2 separate regions of the Rattus norvegicus genome follow, and region 1 is linked to region 2. Evidence: chromatin contacts called from public Hi-C data. All regions are on one chromosome and are shown on one strand. Each heading gives the region's core, a stretch centred on a gene start, on an enhancer-like site or on the middle of the called end of the contact. The rest is flanking DNA. Distances are from core to core; before and after follow the strand shown. Region 1 has its middle 210 kb from the start of Mreg. Region 2 holds the start of Fn1 (fibronectin 1).

Region 1 (2,700 bases), core at 106-2,605, 360 kb before region 2:
GCCTTTTGGAGGAGCACTTGACATTCCCTCTTTCTCTCCGAATCCCTGATGCTTCGTCCGGGCTTTGTTTTCTAAGGGTATAATTTTTTGGATGAGACAAATGTCTTCATTTTGTACATTGTGGTTGGTTGACACTGAGTGGAAACGAGAGTGTAAATCATATACTCCAATTACGGGGCTGAAGACCAGGAAGTGCTTTGTAGTCATTAAGTGCTCTACCAATTTTTAAGGATAATGCATTTTTCATGTCAGTTTTATACCCCAAATTTATGTCAGTTAGCTACAAATATGCTTTGCTTTGAAATTCTCTGAGGCTTAGCCAGCGTTGATGAGACCTCAGAAGCTATAATAAAAGTCCAAAATGCCTTCACACAGCTTTCTTAATTCCCTGTGTCTGGCTTCCTCCGGATGCAGGTCCGTTGATGGCGCCCTGCACCTACCATGCCTTTCAGCGGAGGCGGTGCGCTGGCTGGAAACTATTTTGCTATAAGCAATAGAAGAACTCGAGAATGTCTCAAATAAATGAGAGTTGGTTTTTCCTCACATCATCAAAAGTCTGGAGGTTTTAATAGTTTTCTGATTGGCTCATTAGCTCAGGATTGCCAGGGTTGATGTTTCGGAGTCCCTTAGCTCGTCCCTCTTCCTCGCAAGCTGGTGTCTGCAGAAAAAACAGTGTAAACATTGGAACCTCCGCTCGAAGGAGAACGCGATGCCCGTGGTTTTTGTTTTTGTTATCATTCGATCTGTTTTTTGAAGACCATTTCATCCATTCCGTCCGTGTGTCTCTGTGTAGGTATGCACGTGCTGCAGTGGGCGCTCGGGGGTCAGACGACAACTTTCCCCAGTTGATTCTCTCCTTCCACTTCAGCTCTGGAGAGGGAGTGCAGCTTGCTGTGCTTGGCAGTTAGCACCCTTACCTACTGGGCCTTCTCGCCAGGCCCAGTGTTCTGGTTTTAAGAGAGGATCTTTATCCCTCCCACTGAGGAGTAGGATTTCAACCCCTCACCCCTTCGACCCTGAGCATGCCTTCGTGACTGCGTCAATCAATAGGACGGGACAGAAGTAAACAGCGTGTCACCCTTCAGGCTAGATCGTGAACTGCCAAGCTGTTTCCGGAATGTCTTGGGATGCACATCCTTTCTGGGGGGGCTCCTATTGGGTGTCCCCCCTGAAAGTCTCTTGGGGTTTTCCTTTCAAAGTCCACACCAGCCACCCACGAGAGAGACGGAGAGGCTTCTAAAAGAGTCTTTAAAAAGGAAGACATCTGTGGAGTTCAGGAGCATGAGTCAGCACTGTGGATAATGGCTGCGTATTAAGGGCTCAGCGGAGCCTGCTGTCCACACAGTGCACAGCAAGACGTTCTTAGCCCGGTGTTTACTCTCAGACTGTACATGTTTTTTCAATCAGCCAGAGAGGCTCAGCTCTCTCCGAGGCTGCATTTTGCTTTCCAGAAGACAGCTGGGCCTTCTCAGGGAGCATGCAGGCAAAGCCACGTGCTCTTTTTCCTGTGGCATTCTTCCCAACAGAAGAATGGGTTGGCAGCCTCACGCTTTCTCACGGCCGAGAGTCCATTTTATAATGTCCTGCTATCTAGATATCGTTATTAAGCATTCTCGAACCCCAAAAGACCACCAAGGAGCCAATTCTGATGCAACTGAACTAGGGTCTTTTTATTTAAGGTTGAGCTTGGGCCGCACTGCCATCTCTGATGCAGCAGGACGGGAGGGCGAAGCCCCGAGCTTTGAGTGGGACAAGATTTTACAGGAAATGGGAAGCAAGCAAGGGGGTTTCTAGCCTGGCACACATCTGAAGGGGGGTGGCTATTACAGAATTTTGTTGCTCTTTAAAATAATTGGCTGGTGTTGGGAGCCAAACCATAAACTTTATTTCTGCTTTCCTCCTGATTGGTGGTTGTTAGGAAGAGAAGTGCCGGTGGTGGGCTTATAACCTAGAGGCACAGGTTTGTTGGGGAGTAACCTGGAAACTGGTGCTAGAGAGTTCAACCTTAGGTCAGGTTCTCTAGGATGGAGTCTGAACCCAGGATCTGTTTTCTCAATATCTAGTATGTCTTTCGTGTGTGTGTGTGTGTGTTTATAGATGTATATATGTGTGTATATATGTTCATATATGTGTGTATGCATGCATATGTGTGTTTATATGTGTATGTGTTTATATATGTATATGTGTGTATATATGTTCATATATGTGTGTATGTGTGCATATGTGTGTTTATATGTGTTTATATATGTATATGTGTGTATATATGTTCATATATGTGTGTATGCATGCATATGTGTGTTTATATGTGTTTATATATGTATATGTGTGTATATATGTTCATATATGTGTGTATGCATGCATATGTGTGTTTATATATGTATATGTGTATATATGTTCATATATGTGTGTATGTGTGCATATGTGTGTTTATATGTGTATGTGTTTATATATGTATATATGTGTGTATATATGTTCATATATGTGTATATGTGTGCATATGTGTGTTTATATGTGTATGTGTTTATATATGTATATATGTGTGTATATATATTCATATATGTGTGTATGTGTGCATATGTGTGTTTATATGTGTGTGTGTTATCAATGCCCTTCTTTCTCTTTTGCAATACACAATTTTCTCTTGAAAACATTAGCTCTCCTTCAGCAGCTACTAGTCATCATTTGACTTCTTTCTTCATT
Region 2 (2,700 bases), core at 8-2,507:
AGAAAGTCCGGAGAATTTCCGGAGACTTTTCAGTGGAACTTTATACATTCTTGGAGCAGATAACAATTGAAATCTAAAAAATCTGGCGGCGAGGGAGGGGGTGGATAGTGGAATTCTGCCATGACTGTGAAATCTGAAAAAAAATAAACGCCCAGATACATGCAAGGGAATTCCGGGGAAGGCTGGAGGAAGGCAAGACATAGTCTTTGTACCCATCCCCACCCCAGCTCTCTTTCAGAGGCCACCTAGGTCTCTGCTTTGAGTGCAAATGGCCCAGTGAACGTGGCGTGGACCTAAAGCTACCCGCTCTCCCCAACTTCATCAGCCAGTTCAAATTTCCCCCCTCTCAAGCTGTTCACCACAGGCCTTCTAAAAGAAACGGGCACCCCAATCCCAGGAAAGGAAAACTTTGTTTCATGACTTAGAAAGGAAACTTTCTGTTGCTTCATCTTTGCAGAGAGACTTGGTCTTGTGAGTTTGCCCGGAATCTTCAGGGCGCCGTGCACAACCCCGGGCTGTAGAAGCTCAGGGAAGGGGTCACCTTTGACACGCGCTCACCCTCTCCGGGGCTCTCCCTCGAAACCAAGCAGGTACTGCATGGAGAAACCGGGGTCTAAGCCTACCTAACACCGAATAGGCGGCGCCCGGGACCCAGGAAAAGCACCAGGAAGAGCCGCCCTGCCCCGGGGCTGCAAAAGTGAAGTCTGGATTCCTACAGGGACAAGGTAGTGGCCACTTAACGACTTTTTCCCTTCCCACAAAATACACCCCGGTGAGCACAGACTTTTCTCAGAGGTGACGCAATGTTCTCAAACACCACCACGGTCACCAATTTAAAAAAAAAAAAAAAAAGGAAAGAGACGAGGGGGTAAACCTGTCCCCTACCCCCAGGCTTCAGTCGGCTCCAGCCCCTCCCTCCCTTTCCTCCGAGTCTACTTCACTTTACAGCCGTTTCCCATCCCTACCCCCAATCCTCCTCCCAAAAGTTTGACGACCGCAAAGGAAACCAAAGGGGGGGGGGAAGTTCTCCAGTCCCAGACCTGGCGGGAGATCAGCATCTCTTTTGTTCGGGGCGAACCCACCGTACCCCGTGACGTCACCCGGACTCCGGGCCAATCGGCGCGCGGTCGGCCGCGGCTGCGGCGGCAGGAGGGGCGGGGGGAGTCGGACGGGACCCTCCTCCCCGGCGCGCAGGGCCTCGTGGGGGGGCGGGAAGGGACTGTCCCATATAAGCCTCTGCTCTTGGGGCTCAGCCGCTCGCACCCGCTGCACTGCACAGGGGAAGAAAAGGAGCCCAGGGTGTGAGCCGGGCCAGCGGCCACAACTTCTGGTCCTCTCCCGTGTCCTCCTTCCATCTTCTTACAGGCGTCCCCACCTCAGGACTTTTCCTGCAGGCTGCGAGGGGAACCACACTTCGTGGCCACTAGCCTCCTGGAGAGGGCGACTCTCCTCCCATCCACTCAAGATGCTCAGGGGTCCGGGACCCGGGCGGCTGCTGCTGCTAGCAGTCCTGTGCCTGGGGACATCGGTGCGCTGCACCGAAACCGGGAAGAGCAAGAGGCAGGCTCAGCAAATCGTGCAGCCTCCGTCCCCGGTGGCTGTCAGTCAGAGCAAGCGTGAGTACCGACAGTCTGGCTGAAACCGGCCGGCACCAGGGATGGGTTGGTCCTCGGCTCCCGCAGAAGTTGTGGCTAAAGTTTTGCGCGCGTGCGTGGCTGTGCGAACGTATGTGAGTGCGCGCTTTATTGAAGGAAACCAGCTGTGGACACAAAAGGGCTTATGTTTGAGCAGGCTGGTTGCGGGTACAGTGGAGGCAGGGACCATCTGTCCTTCCCGTCAAGTGCGCTAACAAATTCCACACCTTCAGTTCGCCCTTCCGGGAACCCAAACTTGTGAAAGAGAAAAGAAACATGAACTTAAAAATTTTACATCTGAGATTAGTGTAGTTCCCCGATCCTTATTTTCCTTATTAGTAAATAGTTGGTTAAATATTTAATAAATGGGGAGGAAGAAAAGTATCTAAATAGGTAGTTTCTTACCAACTGGAAAGAGATGTTGTTAGCTCAGTGCTTTGGGGGATACCTCAGGGCTCCCCCAAAAGGATTCTTCATTAAGAGCAGGGATATGCGTTTCTCTTCCAGATTTTCAGAGACCCACTCTTCCTTTAAAAGTTCTCCCTCCTTTTTTTTTTTTTTTCTCTCTTTTTCTTTTGGAGATGATCTCACACTGTAGCCAAAGCTAGCCTGATGTTCTCCAGGCTTGTGTTCAACTTGGAGCAATTCTCTTGCCTCAGCTTCTACAGAGCTGGGGTTTACTGGCATAGTCACCAGGACACCCAACTTAAAAGTTTCCTTTCTTGTCTTATTTGATGTTGTTGCTGTTAAGATTGAAGCCTTTCATGATTTAAAAGTATTTTCTACTTTTTTGCCTCTCAGAATGTTTCCATTCTGCTGATGTAGTTCCCCTGACCAGATGGACATGACGTCATTGTATAACTTTTAACCATGTTAAAAGATAAGAAAAAAAAAAAAAAACCCTAAACGTCCATCTGCATAGACAATGCTTAAATCTTTGACTAGCTAGCTCCCACATCAAAATTTTAGGGAAATATTGCTTTTTAAGAGTTTTTGTGTTTGTTCAGGCTCACCAAGTCAGTTGGCAAAATTCAGTAACTTTGTAGGGGAAAAAGGGGAGGAGGGA

The links. Hi-C and Micro-C count contacts between places; a contact is called where the count stands out from the background.
Region 1: a Hi-C map of the A7r5 cell line shows a contact between it and region 2, with 2.4 times the contacts expected there. The contact joins the enhancer-like site here to the promoter of Fn1 in region 2. A contact is called at or near these places in 2 of 12 Hi-C or Micro-C datasets (the A7r5 cell line and hepatocytes).

What each region holds. Positions count from the first base shown.
Region 1 is chr9:81,077,461-81,080,160 of GRCr8, reverse strand. No RefSeq gene overlaps it. Among named protein-coding and RNA genes, the nearest start is that of Mreg, 210 kb to the left of the region's middle. Within about 2 kb of position 1,355, at least 28 of the 93 cell types and tissues checked have an H3K27ac peak or open chromatin away from gene starts, as enhancers often do. A contact at or near this core is called in the A7r5 cell line, where this site is marked.
Region 2 is chr9:80,712,694-80,715,393 of GRCr8, reverse strand. Fn1 (fibronectin 1) reads left to right here and starts at 1,257. Exons shown (of 46, transcript NM_019143.2): 1 at 1,257-1,616. The coding sequence starts at 1,466.